Regions from separate parts of the Mus musculus genome. Here region 2 is linked to region 1. The links are chromatin contacts, called in public HiChIP or PLAC-seq maps. All regions are on one chromosome and are shown on one strand. The core of a region is the stretch at or near the end of the contact, and the rest is flanking DNA. Distances in the headings are between cores, read along the strand shown.

Region 1 (4,050 bases), core at 1,075-3,574:
ACAAGAAAGAAAGAAAATGATACATGGGTTGTTGTTTGGCCTCCAATCTGAATCACGGCTGTGTGGACCACTCATCATAATCGTATTTCCTGCATCAGCATCATTAAAGGGTTTTTAGCAAGTTGCTACTCAATGCAACACTAAACTGGTCTTAAGGGGATTCTAAAGAACTAATCGCTGTCTCCAGAAGCTGGATGTGGAAGTTAAGACATGAATAGCAGGAATGATAACACTACTAAAGCAGTCGCAGTATGGATTGCATTCAAATGACAGACACTGTGGGAGTGAGGAGGAAGAGGAGAAGGGAGAAGAGGAGGAGGAGGAGAAGGAGGAGGAAGAGTTACTTTGTTTTCCTCCTACGTGCAAAATGGGTCGTAATGGATAGTGTTCACTCTAACCCATCTGAAAAATCAGCATATGTGATGAATGCAGAGAACACAGAAGAGGGGCTAGCCTGTGAGAGGCCCTAGGCTTGCTGCTTGGGAGCAAGGGAGTGGTGGTGGTGGTGATGGTGGTGATGGTGGTGGCGGCGGCGGCAGCGGCGACAGCAGCAGCCACCGCTGATAAGAGAATGGAGGGATGTCCTCAAAACTGGAATGAAGCTGAAATTGCAGTTGTTTCAGCCTGCAAATAAGAAATGTAACCCCAAGCAGCATCTAAGCGCTACCACAGAGATATGTAGCACTCTTACATTGTTGAACAGAAGTTTAATGTAATCAAAGCAATATTTGAAACTACTAGGCAGCAAGTGATCACCTTCAAGCCCCATTTCAGCTGCTGTAAGCGCACAGCTGCGGGTGTTCCACCCTTGGGGCTGTTCGGGGAGGAGTGATCTTTGTGTTATGAGCATTCATTACGTGTTCACAGTATGCTGTGTACCAGGCTATCTGCAGCATTTTTAAAAAATCATAATAAAATACAAGTTTTTGCTAACTTGCCATTTAAAATAATTGGCTTTTAAGAGTGTAGCTCACGGGTATCAGCTACATTCACATTGTTATGCAGGTGTCATCTCCACATATTACGTTTCCTGTTGTAAACTGGACCCCTGTGAACTGAACCTCTGCCCCTTAAACAGTGACCCCCCCCCATTTCCTTTACCCTTTGACCTTTAGCAAGTGTTGGGTTTTCTATCTGTTGAATTTGGCCACTTGATAGAAGGACAGCCATACAGTCTGTGTCTTCTATGACTGCTTTATCTCATTTAGGATGCCTTCAATAGTCATGTGTGTTTTAGCCTGTCTTGGAATTGTTTTCCCCACTTAAACCTGGATAATATTCTATCAAATATTTCATTAAAATTTTTTGCTAAAGAAGATAACTTGTCCAAATCACAGAGCCAGCTAAAGAAAGAGCACAAAGATCTGCTGCAAGCTGCTTCCCGCCTGTCCACGCCCCCTGTGTAGCCGGCTCCATGTAGGTCTAGGGCCGGTCACCACATCTGGCACAAGGAGGCCATTGGAGGAGGATTTTCTATTGTTTATCTAACACCATTTCTCCAGCTTTTCTTCTTCTTTTAAGTATTGGTTTATGAATATGATAGGCCCACGCTATGTACATGTGTACATGTGTGTGTTTTGTGGAATTCATAGATGCTAAAAGTTGAAGGTTTGGCTGATGGCGCACACTTGCAGTTTTAACACTGGAAGACTGAGACAGAAGCGTCCTAAGTTCAAGGTCAACCCCGAGCTCTGTAGCTGGACCCATTTCTAAATAAAGAAATGGTTAAATAGGTTTAACTAAACTAAAAAGGATCTGGAGAGATCTGGGCCAAGGAAGACACTCTTCAGCCGCGCCTTAGCAGGAAGGCAGACACACAGGTAGATCCATCTCAGTGAACAGGAGGGGACCGGCTAGACACAAGCTAATGTGAACCTTTAGGAAGATTTCTTGTGGCTGAACGTATGGCTAGTCCATTAGGGATAATCATTCTTAGAGAGGACACAGGTTTGATTCCCGGCATCCAAATGGTGGCTCACAACCATCTGTAACTCCAGCTCCAGGGAATCTCATACCCTCTTCTGGCTTCTGTGGGCATCAGACATGTGCACAGCATGCAGGGAAAAACATCCATACACATTCAAATAAATTAATAAATATTTTAGAAAAACATTTTTAAAGAAAACAATTTCTTTTTTTAGGCCCTTACCCTAGTGAACTTTTTTGTTGTCTCTGTTTTTCGATGAGCTAAACCCACTCCTTCTAAGCGAAGACAAAAGTCCTTTGCCCATATAAAACTAGGCCGCATGGCAGCCTAACACCAAACACAGTGTGGCTGCCCAGTCTCTCCAGATAAACACAGGGAAAGGTCATCCAAACACAGGAAGACAGAGTCCCCTTCCCTTTTCCTTTGCCCCCTCCTCCTCCTTCCCTGGCTCTCTTATCCCTGGAGGGTGGACCCAGCCTTTCCCAACGTTTATTCTGAGAGCTCCAGTTCGCACAGTGGGACGTGCTCCAGACATGGGAATACAGCAGCGGGGCCAACCGGGAAAACCAAAAATATAAACGGAGAGATTTGCTAGATTTCTGTTCTCCCTTCCCAAATTGTGCCAGGAATGTGTGCTAGAGCTGCTTCTACTGTTCTTGGTGGAACTCGGCCCTTCCTGGGAGGAGGGCTTCTGGAGTTTATAGGACTTGCCGGTTTGCACAAAAGAAAGTTAGCCTGGCTTAGGATCTCCGGGCCTTGTGCTTGATCCAGCACAAGAATGCAATAAATGTTGAGAAACAATAGCTAAAGAGCCTTGCATCTCCAACACTGGCAATGAGTTTAACAAGTCCCCATCCCCCGTCCTCCCCCAATTACAGAGGAAATTAGAAAGCTAGATGTCCTTTAAACTTAACTGTTGCAATTTTGTATAACCGGGAATTCTGAAGTTCATAAATGAAGGGCATTTTACCTTCTCCTGACATATTGTGATCCAAACAGTGGCAAGGAAATAAACGTACCCTCCTCACCTCGCTGGGGAGGGAGGGGGAAAACGATGAATGCTTTGGGATTATGAGCTTCAGTGATTATAAATCAGCATCTGTGGTGAAATGTTCAGAGCTAATTTCAAAACAGACCCAGGGTTTGAAAGCAAAGCATAATGGTGACCTTTCTCATTTAGCTGTTGCTCAAACAAAGATATGTTCCAGCAATATCCGATGCTTCCTTCCTGCTGGGCCTCCACCCAATGCCATTTAAAACAGTGTGTCACATCCAAATGGGAGCAGAGGATGTGGCGTGGCTGAGTTTCAGAAGCCCTGTGTTTGTGCTTTATTATTATTTTCGAAGGTTTTTTTTTTAATGCTGTATTTGTTTTGTTTCCATCAACTTAGTGTTATGAGTTGGGTTTCATGAGATTAAATATGGGTGCCAATTCTACTTTTCTGTTTCCTTAGATTTTTATTCTTGTCACAAATGGCAATGTATTTGTTTTTCTTGTTTTTTTGTTTTGTTTTGTTTTTGCTGCTGTTGTTTGGTTTTGGTTTTCTAAGAGAGGTTCTCTCTGGTAGACCAGGCTCCTCTAGAACGCACTATAGTCCAGGATAGCCTCAAACTTGTTTATGGTCTTTTGACTTCTGCCTTCCAAATGCAGGCAGGGATGACAGATAGGAATTGCCACACCAAGTTCACTTCACGGGTTCTGAATCATAAGGATAGATTTTTGTTTGTTTGTTTGTTGTTTGTTTGTTTGTTTTGGTTTTTGAGACAGGGTTTCTCTGTGTAGCCCTAGCTATCCTGGAACTCACTCTGTAGACCAGGCTGGCCTCGAACTCAGAAATCTGCCTGCCTCTGCCTCCCAAGTGCTGGGATTAAAGGCGTGTGTCACCACCGCCCGGCCGATAGAAATTTGTTATCTCATGGCTCATTGTATTTTTATGAATTCTCTGGGGTGGAACAAACAAGCAAAGACGATTTTTAAAGAATCATTTACTTGTTTTGTGTAAAATGTTATAAACACAAATAAATAAAACTCCCAGGAAAGTATCTGAGAACGGAGGAAACAGGAGAGGGGTTCAGAGAGGAGAAGAGCTGAGAGTCCTGATTGAGAATACGTAAGCTGAAGA
Region 2 (4,050 bases), core at 859-3,358, 53 kb after region 1:
GCATGGTGGTGCACGCCTTTAATCCCAGCACTCGGGAGGCAGTGGCAGGAGGATTTCTGAGTTCGAGGCCAGCCTGGTCTACAGAGTGAGTTCCAGGACAGCCAGGGCTACACAGAGAAACCCTGTCTCAAAAAACCAAAAAAAAAAAAAAAAAAAAAAACCAAAGCAAAAACAAAACACGTGGTCAGATGGAGCCAAATACTTTGTTCTCTTGATGTCCCTTCTTGACCCTCAGAATCCTTTCTTCTCCTGAGTGTGCCCTTCAGTTTTTAGTAACAGTGGTTTCATGGGCTATTCATGGTGCATTATTGTCTTGTAGTGTCTTTATGAGTGCATTTTAAACAACTAAATCTGAAAAAACAATGTGGAGCTAAGTGACCAAGGAGCCTCTGTTGTCAACGTATCTTTGCTTAGAGGCCAATTGGCTTCACTTCCCCCAGAACTTTTTACCTCGAGGTGTCCTCCACTTTTCCCTTAGCTGTAAGTAGTCTTCCTACTGTAGCTTTTTATCTCCGATTCCTTCTCAGCTTTCATTATCTGTCTCTGTCCTTCCCTCACCCTCCTCTCCATAATTGTCTTTGTCCTTACACTTTTCTTTGTCTCTCTCCCAGCTCCTCATGCCCCTTTCTCTCTATCAGTTACTTGTTCATCTTATTTGTTAAGTGACATAATCAGATCCATTTTAATCAGAACACAATCTTCTTTTATATTAGTTGGATGGGAGTGATCGGTGGTGGCTGGGAGCTCAGTGAGATAGACTCTTGTGTAGCCTTAGGCTGGCCTGGAACTCATTGGGTAGCTGAGACTGGCTTTGGAATCTTGATCCATCTGCCTCTATCTCCTAAATTGTAGGACTACAGAAATGTGCCACCAACTTCAACTCAGTTTTCTTTATTAAATGGAATGGCAGATGTATAAAAAGAGAATTGACATATTTTTAAATAACTTAATGGGGGTGTGAGCAGCTAAGAACCACTTGAAGCAGCCACTTCTTACCATTTCCCCCCAAATGTGTGTTTCTAACTGTAGTCGTACTCTCACCCCCTTTATTCTTGAGGATGCCTTTCCTCTTAGTAGCTTGCTTTAAAAGTTCAAACATCAGTTTCCATGCTAAAAGTCTTTGCTACTTTTTTTCCCCGAATGCAATTAAAAGTAGTCTGGTTTTGAGAGGTTCCTGAATATTTGGAGCGCAAATTTGGTATTTTGTGTTTGAGGGCAGAAGGGATATATTTGTATGAATCTTAAAAATCCACTGTAGAGCTAAAGTAACCAAGCAATTCCATATTTATCCTTTCAAGTTACACTAAGGGGGCTGTTTTTCTGGTAATAATTGGAAAATTTAAGTGTCTGTTTTTCAGAAATTTCTCCTGATTCAATGCCTCACTTGTTGGGCCTACAGTATTTCTGTCTTATTTTCTGGTCTCCTTGGGTCCTACTCTCTTCTTTCTTTGCTTGTTTCTCTCTTGGGGTTTGCTGCCCGTTCTTTCACCTCCCCTCACACTGCCCTGGATCCTTTTCCTCCCACAGGTGGCCATTTTTCTGTCTCTATACTGTTCCCACAGGCACCCTCCCCATGTTTTTCTCTAGCTTAGCTTTCTGTGTTGAATTCAAGAGTCCTTGTATTTCGAGGGACCTGCTGCTTTTTAAACCATTCCTTCATATATCCTGAGGTGAGTTTGAAAAGGCAGTTGACCAAACACGGGCCTTGGTGGAAAATTCTGCCCTTTATAAGGGGCTGAATGGTTGTCTGGTTTCGATGTAGTTAATTCTTTTGGAATTAGGGCTAGGTAGGCCTTGTTGCATGTTACCTGAGTGGAGCCTTCGTCTTCAGCTCGTATCATTTCGGGATTTGGTGACAGAAGATGAAAGTGGTCCAGGAAATACACCACCCAAGAATGCCTATTAGCAAATCCAGTTCTAAGGTGACTTTTCCTAAGCAATGTCTTCTGTGAGGAGACCCTGTCAGACCAGAAGCTGCTGACAGACTACCACACCCCGGGCTCCTCTACCTTCTCTGCGCTCTGTCCCCGCCCCTGCGAGTTTGAGCCAATGGGCTGAGCCCCAGGGGGTGGGCTGGGGCGGGGCAGAGGTGGGGCCAGGGCGGAGCACCTCTGCCCCAGCTGCCTCACAGCAGTGCTGGCTCGGCCCGGCATGGAGGATGGAGGCAGCAAGTTTGAGCCCTAGGCGGCACGAGCCGCCGCCGCCAGGCTGTGGGCGTTCATCTGAAGTCGGCACGGGGGATACAGGATGGAGCCCCACGGTGAGTGAGGGGCGGTGGTGCTCGTTTCCACCGAGGCTGCTGAGTTGGGGTTCCCCTGAGTTGCTATCGAGTCTGGGTCCGAATGTGCGGCTAGTTCTCGGTGCTCTTAGTCCTCGCTAAGCTTAGGAACTGGACTGTGAGTTAAGGACCTGCAGGGGTGAGCAGATGGTATTCTAAGTAAAGCTGCCAGTTAGCTCGTATTTACCTACCGAGTACTGAAACTTCCCAATTTGTAACTCCTTTAATTCTCAGGACAGCTCCATGACCCTTGAACTCATTTCTCAAACAGGGAAGCTGAGGTGAAAAATCTGCCCAAAGTAGTAATTGACAGTATCAAGGCTTAATCCTATGCGCCCTTGCCCCAGAATCCGTGCTTTTTGCTCTGGAGCAGTGTGCTCCCGCCAACCCCGCCAGCAATTCTCGCTCCAGATGGGGTGCTCAGTCCCAAAGTATTTTAGGAGTCCCATCGTGCATATTGTTGTCTTCTATGTTTTGTGTTTAGAGAATATTTTTGTTTGAGCACACTCTCAGTGTCTTGGTGTGTTCTCATTTTGTTTTGAATATGTTTGGAGGTTTGATGGTTTTAATTTTAAAACATTTATGGATGCATGTGCTCAAGACCTGGAATTTTGAAGGTAGAATTCTAGTGGCCGATGACAGTCTCTCCTTATCGGTTTTTCACCTTTGAGAGATAACACACCAAACAAATTTTTGGAGACAGGATTGTTACCTGTTAAGGCCTCTGTGACTATCTCTTGTTAGTTGAGTCTTTTGTCTGACACTATCGATGTTGGCTGGCCTTTTTCGTTTCTCTCCTTTCCTCTGTATGCATGAAGTCAGGCATAGGGAACGTGCGCTTTGGCATTGGGTGGTTTTGGCTGATCAGAGGCGAGCCCTCCTTGCCAGGAATGCTAGACATTCTGGAGGCGTGGGGGGCAGGGCAGCTTTTTCTCCCTCTTTTTCCTTTTCCTTTTTCTTTCTTTTTTAGTTATCCTGCTGGGTTCAGACTGCACAGGAATGAAATGTGTGTTGTATATCTTACTTTAGACGTTGTTAAGGATAAAGCTGTTCCCGACATGCTCCCGTTCTGTTTTTGTAGAGTGTTTTTTAAAAGTGTAGTTAAAGACCTTTACACTTGATTCCTGTGTGAGCTTTTTTTCCCAGTGTCTTTTAATAGATTCTCACAAACTCAGAAATTATGCTGAAATAACAGATTTCTGAAATCATGCAATTTTGAACTATAAGAAAGAACTAAAGTGCAGATATTTTGGGAAGTTTTACATCCCAGTTAGCTCTCTGCTTCTGTCATATACATTATGGACTGTGTGAGGGGACATTTGATTGACACAAACTGCTGAAGTCTTGGAAAAGTCCCCATCTGAGAGTTTAGGAAATCTATATGAATGTTTTGGGTTTTTTCTCTCCTGCTGGTCGGTTGGCCCGAGGGCCTCTTGCCGGCCTTTTAGCACTTTCCCACTGAGCTCTGAGTCCACATTTGTAAAGCACATATAATTTAGAGGTTAGAGTTGCTTTTGTATATTCATTTTCTACTTTCTATAAAATTCTTTAAGAAATAGATAATACAGTTCTTAATATTTATGGCTTGGAGTTGGAAGAGATGAGAATTAGTTTCCCAAATATTTCACTCAGCAGCCTGTTTGCACAGTTCAAACTTCACTTGGAAGCATATTCGGGTTTCCATGAAATTAGTTAAGCTTCTGGAACTGGTTCCAGCCCTATATTTCTTGTTTACAATCTGCAGACTTATGAAGCCACAGCTTGTTTATTAT

Evidence for each region. HiChIP or PLAC-seq counts read pairs in DNA pulled down with a chosen protein or histone mark.
Region 2: a contact with region 1 is called in an H3K27ac HiChIP or PLAC-seq map of heart atrium, with 13 read pairs. The contact joins the promoter of Arhgap29 here to the enhancer-like site in region 1. A contact is called at or near these places in 9 of 39 promoter capture datasets (the 3T3-L1 cell line, 3T3-L1-derived adipocytes, the HPC-7 cell line and 4 more), 2 of 15 datasets of contacts at CTCF or cohesin (the NIH/3T3 cell line and liver), 25 of 484 Hi-C or Micro-C datasets (the CH12 cell line, the Patski cell line, brown adipocytes and 15 more), 12 of 115 datasets of contacts at active chromatin or transcription factors (cardiomyocytes, craniofacial prominence, embryonic fibroblasts and 7 more) and 4 of 9 other capture datasets (adipose tissue, embryonic stem cells, liver and 1 more).

What each region holds. Positions count from the first base shown.
Region 1 is chr3:121,912,262-121,916,311 of GRCm38.p6, forward strand. All of the region lies in intron 1 of Gm34119 (a long non-coding RNA gene), which reads left to right. Among named protein-coding and RNA genes, the nearest start is that of Gm34119, 11 kb to the left of the region's middle. Within about 2 kb of position 2,325, at least 40 of the 459 cell types and tissues checked have an H3K27ac peak or open chromatin away from gene starts, as enhancers often do. A contact at or near this core is called in 3T3-L1-derived adipocytes, adipose tissue, brown adipocytes and 4 more, where this site is marked.
Region 2 is chr3:121,965,698-121,969,747 of GRCm38.p6, forward strand. Arhgap29 (Rho GTPase activating protein 29) reads left to right here and starts at 2,109. Exons shown (of 23, transcript NM_001356524.1): 1 at 2,109-2,260.